Regions from separate parts of the Mus musculus genome. Here all the other regions are linked to region 3. The links are chromatin contacts, called in public promoter capture Hi-C and targeted proximity ligation maps. All regions are on one chromosome and are shown on one strand. The core of a region is the stretch at or near the end of the contact, and the rest is flanking DNA. Distances in the headings are between cores, read along the strand shown. Region 1 has its middle 11 kb from the start of Gm36193. Region 2 holds the start of Trib1 (tribbles pseudokinase 1). Region 3 holds the start of Rnf139 (ring finger protein 139). Region 4 overlaps Atad2 (ATPase family, AAA domain containing 2). Region 5 has its middle 17 kb from the start of Trib1. Region 6 holds the start of Fbxo32 (F-box protein 32). Region 7 has its middle 31 kb from the start of Gm36193.

Region 1 (2,931 bases), core at 159-2,658, 630 kb after region 3:
TGAAATGTACTGATCACTACCTCCCCCAGCTCCCCCTATATCACCCACCTTCCTCCTCCCAACATCAAATCCTCACTTTTTTGTTGTTATTATTAATAATTTCCAGGTCCAATCAGTGCTGCCTTTATAGGCATGACTGTGGGACCATTCACTGTGGCAAGAATTACTTAATTCTTGTGTGTGTGTGTGTGTGTGTGTGTGTGTGTGTGTGTGTGTGTGTGTGAGTACGTGCATATGTTTAGTGGTTCTCAACCTTCCTCATGGCTCTTTACTTGAGACCCTTTAATACCCTCATGTTGTGCTGACCCACAGTCTTAAAATTGTTTTCTTGCAACTTTGTAACTGTGATTCTGCTATTGTCATGAATAGTAATGTAAATATAAGATTCGTAGAACATCTGATATGCAGCTCCAAAGAGGTCACAACGCACAGGTTGAGAACCTCTGCTCTACAGCCAGCTTTCCTGGCGCTTGTCAGCCACCTGACATGGGTGCTAGGAATGGAACTTGGGTCCTCTGGAAAAACAGCAAGCGCTCTTAGCCTCTCTAGCCCCAAAGGTGGTTTTTTTTAAGAGAATGCAACAGACAAATCTAACCTAGTCTGAAGCCTCGGGAAGAGCTTCCTGAGGGGGAAGGAGTATATGGTTGGCTTTATGAGACTAGAAGCCTCCCCAAATGGCACACTGATTCCTACATCAGACCAGTATATCAGATACAAGATTTCAGGAGGAGAAGTAACCTCAAAATGTAAGCAAGAAGGAGCCTGAGCCTTCCACTAATGGAAGAATAAGAATTCAAGTCAACCTGATGTAGCTGAGAGAGGCATGGTAGAACCTGGTCTCTTCTGATTCTCCTTTAGGGTGCAGCTCAAGCAAGATGATTTTAGCTCATAGCCACTGTGGAGAACCACTAACATGCAAGGACAAAAACAAAACAAACAAACAAACAAAATACCCAAACAACAGCAACAACAAAACATGACCCATAACTAGCTTCAGGTTTGATCTAGAATCAACCAGAAAAAGGCAGTACTAGAAAATATAAGCAGTAGTGAGATGAAGAAAGAAAAAGAGACAAAGCTAAACTGGAATAAGCACGAGGACCAGAGAGTAACTCTTCCAGCCACCTAGACTTGGTGTCTCCTGTAGAATACTCTATATAAATGTGGGACAGAAAGCCAGGTATGTGCTCCTCTGAGGTCTCGTACACAAGCCATGTGTCAATGTCTGCTGCCCTGGTAAATGCTCAACAAGTCTATGCTTGGGAGCCCTGGCATATAGTGTTTACTGATTACCGTGGTGTAAATACTCCTGGGACAGCAGGGTTCACGTTACTACCCCAATCCCTGAGAGCAAGGCTTGGAAGAGCTACACTCCGTGGACTGGTTTAAACTGGTTCCAACACACCACTGGCCACCGCACGTTACCCTGAAGGATTCCTAGACTGAGGTCACCCAGGAATTCTAAGCATGGAGCACACTTAATTTTCGACCTATGAGTAATACGTACTTCCTGTTCACTAAGGTTCTAGATGTAAGGGGAGAAAGAGCGGATTTACACTAATTAGCTCCCCCTACTTTCTGAGCAGGGGAGAAGCCCAAAGATGATTTGTCTCCATCCCTTGAGAAGCTGCCATGGGAGTAGGGAGGCCAGGGGTGACATAAGGAGGTAGTTAAATATTGAAAGAGGAATTTGGGGAAAAGTAGTCTCTCCTGCTCCCTTCCCCTACCCCGTTTGTGTGTGTGTGTGTGTGTGTGTGTGTGTGTGTGTGTGTGTGTGTGTGTGGTGTGTATACGCACATGTGCAGGTTCTGGTGCAGACATGTGTATTTGCACATGTGTAGAATTCAGGGGTTAACATCATAACATTCAGGTATTTTCCTCTCTTCTCTTCACCTTATTGGTTGAGACAGATCTCTCACTAAATCTAGAGCTCACCAATTTGGCAAGACTAGCTAGCCAGCAACCTCCAGGGGCCCTCCTGGGGACAGGAATACAGCAGCACGCTGCTGTGCCTGGCTCTTTACTAAAGATCTGATCCCTGATGTATGCGCATGCAGCTTACTGACTGGACCATCTCCCCAAACCCTGAGTCCCTCTAAATAGGAAGTTTTGAAAGTTTCTGTTGTGCTGTACAGAGCACTGCCCTGCAGGTTTTCCTAGGTGTGCTTTCCTGTGCTTTCAGAGTTCACCTGGCTTTAAAGCAAAGCTCTGAACACAGTCTCTAGAGGATTGTAGAGTAATAGAGGCTGCACCAGGCTGGTAGCAGAAGCCAAACTTGATCGACGATATACTCTTTGGCCTCCCTGTGCACTGTATAGAACCGGGAACAGGGTGTTAACTCTTCAGACAAGGAACATATTTCCCACTCTGCCTCCTTTGTAGTTAAGATGTTTGATCTAAACTCTAGATATTCCCTGGGAGAGTGGGGCACCTCACAGCCCTCTGGCAAACCAACCACAGACAGGTGTGCGGTAGAGGACTGGGTGTTTTCTTTCTGGGACTCTGAATCACTACAGAATGCATTGTGTGCTGGCTGTGTGCCATCCAACTCAACAATTAGAAGGCACCCTTTGAGGGGTGCGCTGATAACGAAGACACGGTTTTCTATCTCCCTAGGCAAAAAGGATGGAACCGGAGCAAAATGAAAGTTCAGACAGCACTTCAGCTCTGGGCAGGAAGAGCAAGCAACCAAACAAAAAATCCCAAGAGACTCCGAGGGCTAAGAAAGGTGGCTCAGCCTGCAGAATTTATTGCACTCCAGAGAGGAGTGCACACAAGCACACATGCAGCAGTCACTAATAGGCTTGGGAGAAAGCATGGAGCAGAGAAACCCAGAGCAAGCCTCCATATTGCCTTATGCATAAAATTATAACACTATTATTAAAGTACATTTGACTTATCAATAGGACTATTTTTATTTTGACAACATTA
Region 2 (2,700 bases), core at 107-2,606, 760 kb before region 3:
CCAGAAACCCCTAGGTAAAAAGAAGCCCGACTTGGTCTATACAGAACCCATGCCGCGAGCCTCGCGCAAAGAGCTTGCCAGTTGCTCCAAGTCCCGAGGAGGCACACACTGCAGGGCGTCCTTCCAGGACAGGGGGAGGAGGGGGATGAGAGCAGGGCAATGGCATGGCCCTGGAACCCATTGCAATTCCAAACTTAAATGGAACGCCACGCGCTAGCAATACAGAGCGCCAAAGAAAAGAACAGAGATAAAAGAACTGAACCCTGCACTTCCTCTAGACCGCCTAACCCTCACCAAAAAACACTCCACAGGAAAGCACTCAACCTCCAAAAACACGAAGCTGACCAAAATACCCTCCTTATCCAACTAAACGCCCTTATCTGCTCTGCCAAACCCAAGCGCTGGCGGGACTGTGATCCCGGTGGGCCGGAACCTAGGCACTTCTGTGGACGATCCAGACCCGCAACCTCCGCCCCAGGATGCTTACCTTGCAGCGCAGCTCGCGGCCGGTGTGGATGCACAGTGCCCGGGACACATGCTCGCGCTCAGCTAGGGGTAGCAGCAGGTAGTCGGCGATTCGGCTGGGCCCGGGTGAGCTCACACAGCTGCCGCCGGTCCCCTGCGTGGAGGGCGGAGGCTGAGGGCTGCAGGGCGAGCCAGGGGGACTGAGGTAGTCGGGGGGACTCGAGCACTCAGAGAGGCGCGGACACTTGGCCGCCACTGCCCCCGCGTCGTCCGTGTCCAGCAGGCGTTTGGCCGGGGTTCCCCGGGCAGCCGGAAACAGTAGACCCGGACCGCGGGGCTGCGAGGCGCCGCTCAGGGCAAAACGCACGGGACCGACCCGCATCGCGGCCCTGGCCGGAGCGGCCCCGGCTTTGTAAATCCCTGGATCTGCGCTGTGACTTCTTCCAGTCGGCGGGATGGAGTTTGCAGATAGAGCTTGGATCGGTCCCCAAGAGGAGCCGTTCCAGGACGCTGGCGTTGTCCACCAGAACCACGTTGGCCACGCGTCCAAGGGTGGGAGGCCGGCTAAGGTCTCCAGACCCCCACAGGCACCAGGTCTGGGCGCCTCGTTGGCGGTGGCCGCCGCTATTGTTGCCGAGGCTGTGGATAGTCCGGGACGTGGAGACGGCCCGAGTTCCCGGGTGTTGAGCCTCGAGGACAGGATTCCACAGGCTCCTCGGCTTCTCCGAGCAAACGCACTTCCCAAAGCAATTAGTCTGGCGTAAAAGCCGGTACAACTTTTCCGCGCCGCTCGGAATCCTGCGCGCTCCTGGGCTCCAGGCGTGTGAGCGAGCGAGACGCGCTCCAGGAGAGAGAGAGAGAGTGACCGACTATGAGTGTGTGTGCCGCACTGATCCCGGCCAGTGCACTCCTTCTCCTTTTCCTCCACCTCCTCCGCCTCCCGGTGACTCACGCTGTATACACACACACACTCACAGCCCGGGCTGTGTAAACAGTTGGGAAGCCGGGTTGTGCAATGAGGTGGCTGCGACGACTCCGGCCCCGTCGCCCGGCTTGCAGTCACCGGAGCGGAGGGAGGAGACTAGGGGGGAGGGGAGGTGGAGTTGGAGGCTGGAACTGTAAGGGGTGGCTGGAGGCCTGGGGATGCTCCTGACCGCGCGCGCCGAGGCGCAGGTGGGAACGTCCTGGGACGCCTTGGGCGCGCGCACACGCCCCCCGGGTTGGGCTGGGCAGCAGGCTGCGCGCGCCCCACCGCAGGCCCGCGGGCCCGTAGCCCAGGGAGGGGGCGGAGGCAAAGCTCCCGTGACGTCAGGTTCCCGGGGAAGTGGGCGGGAGGGGCGGGGCAGCAGGGGCGAAACGACCGCTGATTGGTGCGCGCGCATCATTCACACAACACAATGGAGCACCGAGCTCCCGGCGGCCGCGCGCGCACCTCCTGGCTGCGCACCGGCAGCTGGCTGAGACCCAGTGGTCACGCCTTTATCCTAGTGGGTCCCCCCCTCCCCGCCGTTCTGCACTTTGGGGAGCTCCCGGTGGAGCTGTGGGCGCCGTCGAGTCGCGGCTGCAGCCGGAGGAAGGGGCGAGAGGAAAGGTGATGAATTCCATTATCAGTCATTCACCCCCACGCGGTAGTTCCGGGGAAGACCTGTGCGTGGTAGTGAATGTGGCTTTTTTTTTCTTCCCCTCTTTTCCTGCCCCCTCCCAACTCTAATCCCCAGCGTCTGTTCGCTTCCACAAATAGAACCTTCTGTTGGATGAAATAAAAGCAAACACTGGGCCTTCTGCTCTGCCTCCACCTCCACGCCCCTCCCGCGCCTGCCGCCCGCCCGGATTGCACGGAAATAGCCTCTCCAAGCTCCTGGGCCGCCCCTTCGCGGTGACTCGCCGAAAGAGCTTCCTGAGCTCCGGCCGGTGGGAAACAAAGGATGTGGGGAACTGGCGGAAGGGGCCCACGTGGCTGGCGCCAGATTCCTGTCCCCTCCCGCCTGCAATGCGCGCCCGAGGGTCTAGGGCGCCAGTGCGGCCAGGAGTATTGGATACTGGGGTACGGGTCATTCTATTCACTGCCAGGGATACCATCTGCACGCGGACAAGGTCGCATGTATACTTTCATATAGTTTGAGTTGTGTGCTCTTGAAACTGGCTGACCTTGCTCCCTGGAAACAGCTTGCAGTCACATTTTGTGTTGCTGGGTTTTGTTTGGTCCCCCCCCCCCCCACTTCTTTCGCAAACCAG
Region 3 (2,700 bases), core at 49-2,548:
CTAAATAACACGATCCACCTTTGAGGAGTGACCGACGGATTAGGTAAAACCTGTGAGAATGCTTTCTAGCAGACAAATGTAGAAGAGTTACTGCCAAGAACAAAACTGCTTCTTTATTGACGCTCCTTTTCTGGGAGAATAAGGCAGCAGAGGCGCTCGCACTTCTCAAGGTCTTGGTCAGGACCTCACTACCAGGTACCCGCACCCCCAACCTTTCAATAGCAAGAACCCACCTAAAAACTCATCGTAATGATCTCATCAACAAAACCTGCCAAGCTGTAATTATCTGGAAAAGATCTCTTTATGTGTTTCTCACTTCTGGTATGTAGCACAGAGAGAAATAGAAAGTGAAATATAAAATACTTTTAGCACTCAATCCATATGAAATGAAGACTGATCTTTCTAGTCTCCCACAGATGTCTCATCACCCTGGGATGGTAAGCTTTCATAGTCACATCCAACACCTTATTATTTACTCATAGAAAGAGTTTAGGGGTTCGTTGTAAGTATAACCTTCCTCGCGGTGACTTTTGGAAATGGTTTCAAGGACTGACATTCATGGCTTGAGTGGCCATTTACCTCAAGTACTTCACGATCCGGTGGACTCCAAGACACAGAAGTGACAACGTATTCTGCACTGTGAAATGGGTAGACAGGGGGCTCAAGCTCTGGCTCAAGTCCAAGGTCACACACGGCGAGACCCGGAGAGCTGTTTTTCCAGGGCTGTCGCATAGGACGCTGGAAGCCAGCAGTCATTCCCCAAGAGAAACAGCAGACAGACAGCCGCATGCTCACACAGCCGTGCTTTCTCCTCGCCCATCCAGGTGCCAACCGAGCAGGGCACAGACCCGCCAGCACCACTCAGCTGTCAACGCTGGCACGAGTACCACGGGTCCCCGCACCCCCGCCAAAAGGCCCTCTGGGGAACCAGACCGTGGTTCCCCAAGCCGCGTGCCACCAGTGCCCTGCCGTTCCCGTCGGCCTGGGAGAGGGCACGCCTCGGCCAGCGGGCTAGCCCTACGCCGTCCTTACCAAGGAGCCGGAGAAAGATCTGAAGCCCGATGCAGAACCGGCTTTGGCTGGAATCGTAGTAGGAGTTGAAGATGGCGTCGATGATGTAGAGGCAGGGCACCCGGAGCGCCACTTCGAGCGCCGCCCAGACCTGCTGCTGGGCCATCCGCACCTGCTGCTGCGGGGGCCCCACCGCCGCCATGAGCCGCTGCCACACCGGGGCTGGGCGGGCCGGGCCAGGCAGGGCGGCGCGGGGGAGGCCCGGGGCCGCGGCCGGGGCGGGCGCCGACGAAAGTGGCTCCGCCCCCGGCCGCCTCCTGTCCTGTGTCCCGGCCCGGCCCGCCCCGCCGCCCGCTCGCGTCCCTCGGTGGAGCAGGGGGCGGCGGCAGCGGCTGCCGGGAGGCCTCGGGGCGTCGGTGTTTCCGGCCGGCTAGGGTCTGGCTCCTCCTCCCTCCAGCGCCTCCCCCGCCAGCGGAGCCACCATCTTGACCCCGCCTGCCTCGGCCGTTGCTGCCGTTGCGAGGCCCCCGAGGCGGCGCCCGCGGTCACTCGAGAACGCGGAGCCGGCGCCGCGGCCCTGCGTCACAATCCGGCGCGCCGCGCAGCGTCAGCACGCGGGGCCCGGCGAGCCTCGAGCGTTGCCATGGTCCCCGCCCGCTTCGGCTCGCCTAGCCTCGCCTCGCCTCGCCGCGGGGTGGCGCTCGCGTCGCCGGCCCGCCGCGTCCCAGCGCCCGAGCGCCTGTGAGTGGCTGCCCCTCGGTGTTGGCGTGCCCCGAGCGTGGGATGCTGGGCTACTGCGCACCGACAGTGTTAAATGTCTAGTAGAGCCCAGTGAGTGTCCCTTGAACTCGCCTCGTCCTGCTTGGGAGATGAAAAGCTGGAGGACGCCGCCCTGCCTACCTGCCTCTCCCCACCCAGAGGCCAGGCCTGAGGAATGGCAGGGGAAATAACCTGCGAGGCTGCACAGGGCGATCCCAGCCAGACTTGGCACTGGCCTTGAGTTGTTAGGTGTTGCCAAGAAAAACACACTCGCATCTGTTTACACATCTCCCTCCCTGTCCCCGTGGACGGTCATGCACATTTTATTAATGGCTTCGGAGCCTGACTTACGAGCAAGAACCCAGAACTCTCTGAGGTCTTTGATTTATCCTTGTCCTGGATAAATCCTTAATCAGAGTTGAGCGCATTCTTTCGCCGCTCTTTCTTGCCTATCAGTGGAATTGGTATGACCTGGCTGTTGTTTCTCTGTTCCTTCTCCAGCAAAGGAAGAGAGTAAGGTCAGAGGCTGAACTGTAGACTTAGCTGTTTTGGTTTAAGGAACACAAAATCGCAAACCAGGAAGCCTGGTTGACTTGGGCTCCTAGCTCAAAGCGCACAAGCCAGTTTACAGCAGGACTCTAGAAGTTGGACCTCCCTTCCCACTCCACCCCACACCCGCACAGGGAGGAGGTCTGTAAATAAAATTATCAGACTTTAACAGAACCCTTTTGGGGGAAGGTGTTTGGAGCAGGAAGATGGCACCTCCACCCAGTTTTGTGGTTTGGGCTTTGTTTGCTCACTTTCCCCTCTTCCATCTGTATACGAGGCACTGTAGGCCCCGGTTTTCTTTTACCAAAGCCTCTATATCAGCTATTACGATAGGCATTTGCTCTACCTGTTTTATCAAGGTTGAGACTGGTTTAGATAAAA
Region 4 (2,700 bases), core at 119-2,618, 800 kb after region 3:
TGCTGGGATTAAAGGCGTGGGCCACCACGCCCGGCTCAAAAATACATTTCTTAAAGTTGAAATCATTTGCTTCTTCCATAATGGGACGTTGAAACTTCTGCTTTCGGAACAGCGTGTGTTGGAAAGCTTGTTTGAGAATGGCTACTAGAGTTTAAGAGGCTATGTATGGAGTTTGTTGGGGATGTAGTGATGGTGGTAAGGATCAGACCTAGGGCCCAGTGTACACTTAAGCACATGCCTAACTCAAGAGTTTAGATTTTAGTATAGTTTAAAGTTGAGCTGCCTTTTCTTATGTAGCTATTTAAAATATTTCTGAAGTTCAGTAATTTGGATGCCTTCATTAGTAGATGCTGTCCTATATACCTATTAAAAATGCCAAACACTGATAACATTGAACATGTTCATATTGATAGAGATAATATTGTATAGGTCTAGTGTGTATGGATCTGGGATCTCCGCCCTTGAGGCAGAGACGGGAAGATCAGGAGTTCAAGGTCTTAGCTACATAGTAAGTTTGAAGCCAGCCTGGCTACTTGAGACTCTGTCTCACAAAAGCAAATAAACAAAGGATTATGCTTAATAGTTTTCATTGAAGTTTATTATAACTTATTTCAGATGTGTCCTTTTATTGTACATTTTGTATAATAAATGTTGAAGTTGAAAACTGTTACTCGTTTCTAGTTCTTGTGTGAGTTCATACGTGCCATAACTTTTGTGTGGGAGCAGAGGACAGCTCTGTGACGTCTTTCTTTGCTTCCATGCTTATATGATGTGAATCTAGGGAATCAAACTAGATTACTGGGGTTGTATGTGTACATGTGTGTATGCGTTCATGTGTGTGTCTGTGTGCATATGCAAATATATTCTCTTATTTTGTTACAACATTTTACATTTTCAAGATAAAACACAATTCCAAAATACAACTAACCCAGTTTCAGTTCCTGTCTTTAAGTTTTAACCCAGGGTCATGTCTGATGTTAATTACTGTATCTGTGTTACCATGTCTGATGTTAATTACTGTATCTGTGTTGTTATGTGATGTTAATTACTGTATCTGTGTTGCCATGGAGCAGTCAGTACCAGTGGTGAGCACTGTGTGGGGTTTCTAGCCACTACACCTAGTCCTAGAAGAGGGAGGGCAGGAAGTCATTACTGAAACTGCAAACACCCTAACCTCTCTCTGTGTCCTCTTGCTATATCTCAGTAGCTCACCCAGGAATAGTAATTCCATCTGTAATAAATAGACTTGGTGGATGCACAGATCCTCTACCTTGAAGCCTTGTCAGAGTAGAATGGTAGGAAGTATCTTCTCCATGGGCGCATTTCCACAGGCCCAGTCATCAATAACTTTGTATCTGTCATATGCTCAGAAGCTGCAGTTTCTATTTACTTTCTAGCTGTACCTTGCCCTTATCCGGGAGCATTATAACAGTCCTAAATGTTTCCTCCAAAAGAACACAGTCACTGAAGGCTATGAAAAAAAGCACACAATAATTGTTGGTTAATTCAATCAATATTGTTGACTGGAGGAGGCCTGTGCTAAAACCAAATCATATTAGCAGAATGCTGGAGGAGTTTTGATTGGAAGTGATGATAACGAAGGGAGAATCATTTAAACCCATCTTAATGTGGATCTCGGGATGGGAAGTGTCCAGAGACTGACTGTAAGATGAGGAAGGAGGGCTGGTGAGATGGCTCAGCAGTTAAGAGCACTGACTGTTCTTCTGGAGGTCATGAGTTCAAATCTCAGCAACCATATGGTGGCTCACAACCATCTGTAATGAGAAACAAAGAACCTATGGGCTGGAGCAAGAGGGGGGAGGGGGAGGGGGAGGGGGCAGCGGCAAAGAATAACAAAATAAAAAAGATGAGAAAGGAGATTAAATGTGTTTTTAATTGGTTTATCTTAAGGAGAATAGCCCACTTTGGGATAGGAGTGCTACAAATTACAAACCAAGAGAAAGGAGAACATCTTTTTTTAAAAGTTAGAAGTTTGTTTTAGTATGTGTATGAGAGGAGATTTTATATATATACAGAGAGAGGGGAGATATTTGAGTGTCCCCAGAGAGCACACCCTTGGAGGTGTTTATGAGCTAACCAGTGTGGGTGCTGGGATCTAAACTCTAAACCTCATTATAGAGTGAGCAGCAGGTGCTCTGAGCTGCCTGGTCCCCAGTCCCCCAGAAGATGATTTTGATTTTGTTGTTGACTTTTAGGAAGAAAAGTATCATTATTGAAATGGGGGCGGAATGGGTTTCAAATTCCCTGCTGCAAGCTGATATTACCAAAGGGGTTGGTGATATCCTGTGTGTAACCTGCTCTGCTGCTGCTCCTCCTCCTTCCCCTCCCCCTCATTCTTTCTCATTCTCTTTTTCCTCCTCTTCATTTTTCTTCTCTTCCTCTCTTAAATGTTATTGTTTTTTATTTCGTGTGTATAGATGTTTTGCCTGCACGTGTCTTGTACAGCAATTGCATACTATGCCCTTGAAGGCCAGCAGAGGTGGTTGGATCCCCTGTAGCTGGATGAACTGACAGCTGTGAGCGTGGGTGCCAGGAACTGAGCCTGGGTCCTCTGCAAGAGCAGCACGGGCTCTTAGCTACTGAGACATTTCTCCTTTCTCCCCTACCCTCCGTCCGTGCCTCTTGCTCACCCAGCCCATGGAGTTCTCTCTATTGATACTACATTTATTGCAGTTCACT
Region 5 (2,741 bases), core at 177-2,676, 780 kb before region 3:
CCGCACCCTGGAAAGGAGTCCGCTTTATAGAAAAGAGACCTCACTAAACATAGCTTTTTAAATCATGCAAAACAGCGTTTGGGATACAGCTCTGATGTCGAGCGTGCCTGAGGCCCTGGGTTCCATCCCCCAGTATGGCTTAAGTTAGACATGGTGACACAAACCTTCAGTTCCAGCCCTGAGGGGGTGGAGGCAAGGAGATTAGACGTTCAAGGGTATTCTCTTCACTTCTCCTAGCTTTCGATGGTATAGAAATCAGAACGGCTGGCTGTAGGCGTAGCTCAGTGGTACAGAAATCAAATAGGCTGGCTAGCGGTACAGCATGCATTCCATGCACCATGGCTGATTAGCTTGTTTCCTTACACAACACGAGACCACCTTCCTGAGGATGGCAATGGCCACAGAGGACCCTCCCACACCAATCATCAATCAAGAAAATGTTCCAGAGACGGGCCCACAGGCCAACCAGATGGGAGCAATTCCATAATCCAGGCTCCCACTTCCCAGGAAACTCTGATTTGTGTCAAGATGATGGAAACAAATCTTAGTACAGTGGCGCATAGCTGTGACCCCAGAACCCTGAGAGGCTGAGAAAAGATTGTGAGTTTGAGGTCAGCCTGGTCTACCAAGTAAGACAATATCTAAAGAAGGTAGCAGGGAGAAGTACAATTTGAGAGAATCATACCTGTAGGGTCTTCTAAACCAATCATTATGCAAATATTCATGTGTATTTGGTGAGTCCTAAATACTATTCCAGCCACTGGGAGTTGGGATTATAAAAGTACAAGTTGCTGAGGTAGATCTGATATAGGGAATGGCTTGTTCCAGGTGTTCTTTTAAAGTCCTCTCACTATCCTACTAACACAATTGTTAGCAAAAGCCACGTCTTTCCAGATATGGAGACTGAGGCATAGGGAGATTTTTTTCCCTGTCAGGCTGACTAGGAGAGTCAGACCTGGAATTTTAGCCCAGAAATTCCAGCTCCAGGCACTTTCTCTTCAGACACCCTGGCAGGTTCTAACCTCTGCTGTGTGTGCCCTGAGGTACCTGGGAACCCGACTCAGAATGCCACCTTTCTCAGGTCAATTGGATGTCCTCCAACTCTCAGGCCTAGTGAGGTTAAGGCTCCCAGACTGGACTCCCAGTGAAATAAGATCCCGCATGGCTTGGAGCTGACGCAAGCCGGCTGCCTCTACCTGCAGAGCTGCTGAAAAGCTTGCCTCTGGGGTGTGGAGGAATGTTCTGCCTGGCCCAAGAGCTGGATTTTACTATGGCCACCCCTCCAAGGCTCTGCCCACAAATAGCCTGTCCAATAACTCTGCTAGTTTCTGGCTTGACGGGATGAAAAGGATATGTCTGCCTCTGGGACGTCAGCACCACTTCAGGAAGCAGTGTGGGGACGAAGCCAAGGGCATGCTGAGCCAGCAGGGACTGCTCAAACTGTTCCAGCAGAAGGCTGGGGAAGGAGCCTGGAGGTCATGTGTGCCCGGGCCTCCCACTGTGCAAATAGGAAAGCCAGGTCCAGACAAGGGAGGTGGCTTGCTTCCTCCTCAGGCTCCTGCGGCTGCCTTGTGGAACACAGGAAGATGCCAGTCTTGGAAAACTACACCCCTGCCCCAGCCTACCTATGTAACTTAGCATCCAAATCCTTTTCTTTTTTCTGTTGTTCCCAGAGAGTGGCCTTGAACTCCACTCTCATCTCCAAGTCACAGAAATCCTCCTGCTTTAGCCTCATGGATACTGGGATTACAAACACGCACCATCGCATATGGATAGCATGCAGGTCTTCGATCCCATCTGTAGGATGAAGATGATGACCGCCCTGGAGAAGGCCATCAACCCTGCTCAGGTGGCTGTGGTTACAGCAGTCCCTCCTTGTGTGCTACCTCACCTGCTCTGTCACAAATAGTCTGAGTTTCAAGAATTAACTTCTCTCCATTGAGGCACAGCCTGTGTTTCACACTTTGACTCTTCCCTGGGTGCTGGAGGTTCTCAGGCTAGCAGCAGCAGCAGCCTCACCCAGGAGCTAGCTGAAAATGCAGAGGCTCAAGACTCACCCAGCCCTGATGAACAGGCTCTGCCTCCCGACAAGGGCCCCACCCCACCCCCAAATGTCCTTCCTTCCCATCACTTTTTCCTTCCTTCCTTCCTTCCTTCCTTCCTTCCTTCCTTCCTTCCTTCCTCCCTCCCTCCCTCCCTCCTGGCCTTTTATTTTTAATTTTACTTCTTTACTTAAAAAACAAAAAAGGGTCCTAGCCATGTACCCCAAGCCACTCTCAAACTCTGGGGTTTAAGCAAGGCCTAGTGGTACACACGTGATCCCAGCACTTAAGAGGCTAATGCAGCAGGATTGTCCCAAGTTCATGGACAGCTACAGCTACATGTCAAGAACAGATCTCAAAAAAGAAGGATCTGGGGCTATCTCTGATGATAGAATGCTTACCCAGCACACACGAAGCCCTGCCACCTGGCTTGCCCCTGCCACCACCTAAACCTGTTGTGTCAACACTGGGAACCAGTAGGGTTATTTTGTTATTTGGGATTTTGAGTTCAACCTGGGCTAGAGACCCTGCCAAAAAAAGAAAAAAAAAAAAAAAAAGAAAAAAAAAAGAAAAAGAAAAAGAAAAGAAAAGAAAAAAGAAAAAAGTCAGGAACACCTGGATTCAAAGCTCAAGAGATCCCCCTGCCTCAGCATCCCGAGCATGGACTTGACATGGACACATTATCACTGGGTAGTTTTG
Region 6 (2,796 bases), core at 121-2,620, 670 kb after region 3:
TCTTTATCCTGGTGCTGGGAGACAAAATCCAAAGAATCAGAGGTTCATCGGCCTGCCAGTACAGACAATAGAGAGCTCCAGGCTCAGTGAGTCTGACCCAAAGATAAATAGGGACAAACGTGAGCAAGGAAGACACCTGACATTGACCTCTGCCCACCGCGGGCACACAAATGCACACTCTCTCAGAGGATGGAGGAAGATGGGATGGTTATGAATGGCCAATTCTGTGCCTGGTGGTAAGGCACTGGGCTGAGATGTCTCTAGACTAAAAGGGAGTTATGTTCTGCATAACAGGGAGGATCGCTCTGAGTTGAGAAGTAGCATAAGACCCTAGGTAATCACGGACTTAACCCTCTCTGAGGACCCCACAGCCTTTCACCTGAAAAACAGACTGGCCACCCCCTCGTGTTAGGAGAGATAAGCTCTTAACAGACTCTCTTCCCTTTCTGAAGCGGCCGTGAAACCCAGGAGGACTTTATAGCTAGAAATCAGAGAACACCAGGAATTGAACTCTGCGTAAAGGAAGAGAAAGAAGGGTTCCTGTGGTTCCACAGCCAAAAAAGCCCAACCCTGGGGCACTGGAGCAGCGAGTGTAGCCTGAGACTCCTTCCTGACTCCACGACCCTGGAGGCTTTGTTCTGAGCCAGGCGCCTCGACGCCAGCGCTGCTTGCCCAGAGTCCCTCAGAGTGGGACCCAAGACTGTCTCAGCTCTTCACTTCAACGCCATGGGGTCCGGACGCTGCGGGGGCCTCTTCTTTCCCCTTCCTTTGCCACTGGGGTAGTCGAGCTTGACAGCAAACGCATCAAATGACAGCTTTAAGGCGGAAGGAGTGGGGGTAGTCCCTCCCCGCCCCTACCGCACTGGGTCCCCTCTTTCACTTAGCACACCCTGGCGCCTGGAGTCGGTACTGGCAGTAAGAGAGGTTCAAAGAATGCACCCCTACCCGTCCCCAGACGTTCTGGCCTCCCCCAAGGCTGATCTGCCTGCAAAGATCGGTCCCGCAGCTTCCAGACCCTCTGGGACTGACAGTTCCCAACTCTCTAGGCTTCCTTGCTACACCCTGCTTGTCCGGGACCCGTAGAGGGGACCTAGTGCCGAGTGCAAGACCAGGATCTTGGTGGCGACAGCTACGCCTGATGGGGGAGTAGGGGAGGTGCAGAGGTGCCAGGGCACCGAGGGTCAGCGGGACATCTGGCCTGGCCATGCGGCTTCAAGTTTCCACGGACGCAAGGTTGTGCAACTGCGAGCAGAGCGAGAGCCGCGGGCGCCTCGGAAAACAAGGCGAGCCTATAAACAAAGCCACGTGGCCTCGGGGCGCGGGGGGGGGGGGGCGGGCTAAGAGCAGGCGGCTCTTCCGGCAACAAAGAGACGGGGCAGCGGCCCGGGATAAATACTGCGCTCGGGCAGCCGCTCAGCATTCCCAGAGTCAGGAGGCGACCTTCCCCAACGCCTGCGCCCCTGTGAGTGCAAGGATCCCCGCGCCCACCCAGGATCCGCAGCCCTCCACACTAGTTGACCCACTCTTGTCCCGGTCGCCGCCTGCGTCGTTCCCCAGCATCTTCCCAACGCGCCGCATACCCTGGGCAAGCCAGGCCGGTTCCTGGCTGTCAATCCGTCCCGTCCGTCGGTCGCGTCCGCGCTCTGTACCATGCCGTTCCTTGGGCAGGACTGGCGGTCCCCGGGCCAGAGCTGGGTGAAGACGGCGGACGGCTGGAAGCGCTTCTTGGATGAGAAAAGCGGCAGCTTCGTGAGCGACCTCAGCAGGTGAGGACATTCGCCGACTTCCAGCCCCACAAAACTGATTTTAGCTGGTCGGGGACGAGGGGGAAGTGCACACCTCAGGGGCAGGTGAAGGAGGGCAAGCAGGTCTGGGCCAGAATAAAGAGGGGGCTTCCGACTGAAGGGACAGGAGTGAGGTGCCGGGATTTCGGTAAAGGTCGCCAGAACCCGAGAGATGGGTAATTTAGTGTCTCCTCCTGATCAAGGACAGTGTCTCCCAGCAGAAAAGATCCCATACAGAACCCAGGATCCCTCAATCTGGCAATAGGGGATTATGTCCCTAAACACTTGAACACAGGCGCACAACTCATGGACTCTTCCTTTAGATCCCGCAATTGCAGTCACTGTTTTAAGTGGGTGCTAGCGACTTGGCTGTTTGCCTTTCACTGTCCTATGACAGGACCCCAAGAGTACAAGAGCGGTAGTAGTCACAAGCCGGATGACGGGCCCTGCCATGAGTGCTTGAAGGCTCTTCCCACGCGCAGTCGACGGCTGAGTGGGCCGAGAAAAAAAAAAAGTGACTGGGAGGGGCAGCCGATGGGCCCCGGGACAGCTTGCGGAGTGGGTCGTTGTGGTAACGCTTAGGGGCTGCGGAGGGAGGCAGGGAAGAAATGCAAGAACAGTGCTCTGCTTCAGGAAGGACCAGACACTTGCACCTGTTTCCTCCGTGGCCCTTTCGGTCTTTATACCGTGAGCACACTCCCATCCTTAGTGGTGCCTGCCCGCTGCAGAAAGACCACCCAGACTTGAAGTTTCACCTGAGCTCCGCTGTCTAGTGAAATCTGAGGTCAGAACAAGTGCCCACTCATAGAGTATCAGGTCAAGAATCAATCCCCAGCCTGGACAGCTGACTCCCTGAGACACCTGAGGAACCGACAGAAGTTTGTTTGGAGGCGCTGGTGCAGTTGAAGTCACCTTTCGGTGCTCTCTCCTCCCACTGTCCTTTGATTAACACACACACACACACACACACACACACACACACAACCTGCATCCCTAAGCTGACTTCAACAGA
Region 7 (2,905 bases), core at 218-2,717, 610 kb after region 3:
AACCCAGCAAGTCTTTACCTAAGATTTATCACAGAGGGATTATAGCACACATGCACCCTAAAATGTACCAAAATGTTCACAGCAGATTTGTTCATAGTTGTTCCAAAGGGATGAGATGGTGTTAGATCACGGAACTGCCCCTTCAAGACACTGGTCACTTAAAGATGTCAGATCCCACACACAAAGCTGGTCTCCCTTTCTCCCTCTCTCCATCCCACCTGCCCCCAAACCCAGACAAAAGGGTAAGAAGCCATGCTGTGCTGTGGCTTCACAGACCCTATGCCTGGCTCTTCCATGCTCCTTGTCACACAGAACCAGTAAGAGAAAGACAGAATATATACAGAAGACAAGTGACAAATGACTAAATGGAGAAATGAATAGATAGTTTTCAAGAAACACAATCCTAGACACACTCCGAAACCATCTTTAAGAACTATGTGAAATCCCTTACATCAGTCAGGTTGACACTTAAATTTATCCATCACTGTCTTCTTAGAAGTTATGATCCTCAGGCCAGGTGGGGTGGTGCATACCTTTAATCTCAGCTCTTGGGAGGCAGAGGCAGGCAGATCTCTATGAGTTCATGGCCAGCCTAGTTCACAGATAGAGTTCCAGGATAGCCAAGGCTATACAGAGAGACCTTGTCTCAAAAAACAAAAATCAAAACAAAAAGTTTAAGTGGGTAAAGTGGAGGATTCACTCAGATATCCAGCACCCACATATGAGACAGGCATGGCAGCATATGCCTATAACCCCAGCCCTAGATAGGGGGAGGCAGACACAGAAAGATAACTGGGACTTGCCAGCTGGGTGGCCTACCTAAAATGGTGAGCTCAAGGTTCATTGTCTTAAAAAGTAAGGTAGACATATAATAGAGAAAGACACTTGCTATCTACCTCTGGCCTAGACACATGCACATAAAAATCACACACACACACACACACACACACACACACACACACACACACACACATTCACATGCATACATATACTACAAAAAATGAATAAAATAAGTAAAAAAGTTGGAATTTGGTCCATTGAATATGGAGTAGGGGAGGGCAGGGTTGCCAAGTAGGTGACATAGCAGACCTTGGGTCCCAAGCTGGTCAAGGAGGGAAGTATATATAGACAGTAACCAACTTCATATTCAATATAATGAACATCATCTTCAACTCAAATATAAGTATTTCTCTAGCTTGAGCTTTAAAACTAGACCAACCCCCAAAACTTAGTTTTTTAATGTACTTTTAAAATTCATGTTTCTAATGTCCATGAAGATACGAAAGCCCTTGGGGAAACTGGGTATTTGATGTGCCCTAATAAGCCTGTCTTGTCATAGGATGACTGATAAGATGCAAAATTCCTGGGAACCACATTCTTGTGCAATCTTCACCAAAGAAGGGGACTTTGCAGAGAATCCATAGGCTCGGCCACTTCCCAGCACAGGCTGACACCAGCCAGCTCCAGCTACCAACCCCATTCCATCACCAACAGACTTCAGCCAAGGTTCTCAGCTCTGTTACCCTCCATCCTCTCATCCACACAGCAGGAATAAAAGTAGTGTCTACCTCCTCCATGCTTGAGGATGAGACAAGAAAAGTCGCACAAAGTACTTAACAAGGTTCAAGGCACATAACAGTCAATTAAAACAAAATGATGTCCCTGGCCCCAACCTATCAACTTGAAGGAACTAGGACTACTTCATAGTCTGTAGTTTCTGGGAGGAGCATTTCCCACTAGACCTTGAAGATAATATCCTATTGTTGACACCATATACTTTCATCATAGGACTTGGAGAGATGTAGGTAGGTTTGAACTAGGAGCCTCCTTCACAGATCTCAGAGTGCTAAAAAGTGCTAGTCAGGCTGTGAGGAGGGGAAAAATACTAGCTGTCTTACTCAGATAAGAACCCAATAAACTCTACAATAGTATATTGGCTAGTCCGTAGGTGCAATAGGGGCACCAATGTCTTAGAGAGTAACCAAGAGCTATCTCACTGGACTTAAGGCTCACTAAACAAGGGGAACTCGTGCATGGTATTGGAAATCTGACCAATAACCTGTGGTCACAGAACTCAGAGGAAAACCTAGTACTATAACATTACTAAACTGTTATAGAATCTAGGTTCCTTCTAGATCCTTATCCTTAGATACATATATTAGTTCAGATCTTACCCCTCACCAACGAAGCTTCTTTTTGTAGTGGGTGGAGTTAATACAGTAAACCACAAATGATCAAAGTACAGAGAATAAGTCACTGTGAACTTATTTATCCTAAAATTAGACATCTACATCATACTCACCCCAAGCCTTGGGGAATATCTCAGAAGACAAGGCAGAAAAATTGTAAGAGCCAGAGGTTAGAGAGAATTACTGCAAAACTTGACAGATGGCACATGTGAACTCACAGCAACTGTGTTGTTCCCCACAAGACCTGTACAAAATCAGGGTACTCAGTAGTCCAGCATAGATTTAGGGGACTCATGGGGCCTCACTCCTCATTGATAAATTATAAAAGTTGACAGATACTGAGAGAGAGAACATTTTCTTCAGAAGTGGGTCCCTTGATGGGTTGCCCATCTTATACAGTAGTCAGCCCTACAGCACACACGTGTAGGCAACACTGACTTGACTTAGGTGTTTAGATAGATAGATAGATAGATAGATAGATAGATAGATAGATAGATAGATAGATAGATAGATGGATGGATGGATGGATGGATGGATGGATGGATGGATGAACACATGGATGGATAGATAGATGGATGGATGAACAGGTGGACAGACAGACAGACAAATGACAGACAGGTGAAAAGACAACATGACATTGGGTAGGATGTGAGGGGAAGGTCAAGAGTTGGAGAAGAGGAGTGAGGAGTGCATTTCATGAAAATAAAATACATTTG

What was found. Promoter capture Hi-C pulls out the DNA fragments that hold promoters and counts their contacts.
Region 1: a contact with region 3 is called in a targeted proximity ligation map of pancreatic cancer cells. A contact is called at or near these places in 5 of 39 promoter capture datasets (the 3T3-L1 cell line, the C10 cell line, embryonic stem cells and 2 more), 7 of 130 datasets of targeted methods (bone marrow-derived macrophages, embryonic forebrain, embryonic limb bud and 3 more) and 1 of 9 other capture datasets (embryonic stem cells).
Region 2: a promoter capture Hi-C map of neutrophils shows a contact between it and region 3, with 3 times the contacts expected there. A contact is called at or near these places in 9 of 39 promoter capture datasets (the C10 cell line, the HPC-7 cell line, embryonic stem cells and 3 more), 4 of 484 Hi-C or Micro-C datasets (B cells, CD4 T cells and embryonic stem cells), 3 of 130 datasets of targeted methods (double positive thymocytes, extraembryonic endoderm stem cells and large pre-B cells) and 1 of 9 other capture datasets (liver).
Region 4: a promoter capture Hi-C map of liver shows a contact between it and region 3, with 4 times the contacts expected there. A contact is called at or near these places in 19 of 39 promoter capture datasets (the 3T3-L1 cell line, 3T3-L1-derived adipocytes, the C10 cell line and 14 more), 1 of 484 Hi-C or Micro-C datasets (muscle stem cells), 7 of 130 datasets of targeted methods (bone marrow-derived macrophages, craniofacial prominence, differentiating embryonic stem cells and 4 more) and 1 of 9 other capture datasets (embryonic stem cells).
Region 5: a promoter capture Hi-C map of liver shows a contact between it and region 3, with 2.7 times the contacts expected there. A contact is called at or near these places in 6 of 39 promoter capture datasets (the C10 cell line, the HPC-7 cell line, embryonic stem cells and 2 more), 2 of 484 Hi-C or Micro-C datasets (B cells and CD4 T cells) and 1 of 130 datasets of targeted methods (pancreatic cancer cells).
Region 6: a promoter capture Hi-C map of pre-B cells shows a contact between it and region 3, with 9 times the contacts expected there. A contact is called at or near these places in 25 of 39 promoter capture datasets (the 3T3-L1 cell line, 3T3-L1-derived adipocytes, the C10 cell line and 15 more), 25 of 484 Hi-C or Micro-C datasets (the 4T1 cell line, B cells, CD4 T cells and 17 more), 23 of 130 datasets of targeted methods (DN3 thymocytes, the SCID.adh cell line, astrocytes and 16 more) and 4 of 9 other capture datasets (adipose tissue, embryonic stem cells, liver and 1 more).
Region 7: a contact with region 3 is called in a promoter capture Hi-C map of the 3T3-L1 cell line, with 2.5 times the contacts expected there. A contact is called at or near these places in 10 of 39 promoter capture datasets (the 3T3-L1 cell line, 3T3-L1-derived adipocytes, the C10 cell line and 5 more), 4 of 130 datasets of targeted methods (bone marrow-derived macrophages and embryonic stem cells) and 2 of 9 other capture datasets (embryonic stem cells and pancreatic islet).

What each region holds. Positions count from the first base shown.
Region 1 is chr15:58,255,573-58,258,503 of GRCm38.p6, reverse strand. No RefSeq gene overlaps it. Among named protein-coding and RNA genes, the nearest start is that of Gm36193, 11 kb to the right of the region's middle.
Region 2 is chr15:59,647,310-59,650,009 of GRCm38.p6, reverse strand. It overlaps Trib1 (tribbles pseudokinase 1), which reads right to left and starts at 1,356. Exons shown (of 3, transcript NM_144549.4): 1 at 488-1,356. The coding sequence starts at 847.
Region 3 is chr15:58,887,827-58,890,526 of GRCm38.p6, reverse strand. Rnf139 (ring finger protein 139) reads right to left here and starts at 1,298. Exons shown (of 2, transcript NM_175226.4): 1 at 1,033-1,298. The coding sequence starts at 1,213. It also overlaps a transcript of Tatdn1 not described here.
Region 4 is chr15:58,092,014-58,094,713 of GRCm38.p6, reverse strand. Atad2 (ATPase family, AAA domain containing 2) reads left to right here. Exons shown (of 28, transcript NM_027435.2): 28 at 1-667. Among named protein-coding and RNA genes, the nearest start is that of Zhx1, 17 kb to the right of the region's middle.
Region 5 is chr15:59,664,291-59,667,031 of GRCm38.p6, reverse strand. No RefSeq gene overlaps it. Among named protein-coding and RNA genes, the nearest start is that of Trib1, 17 kb to the right of the region's middle.
Region 6 is chr15:58,213,466-58,216,261 of GRCm38.p6, reverse strand. Fbxo32 (F-box protein 32) reads left to right here and starts at 1,370. Exons shown (of 9, transcript NM_026346.3): 1 at 1,370-1,766. The coding sequence starts at 1,651.
Region 7 is chr15:58,275,578-58,278,482 of GRCm38.p6, reverse strand. No RefSeq gene overlaps it. Among named protein-coding and RNA genes, the nearest start is that of Gm36193, 31 kb to the right of the region's middle.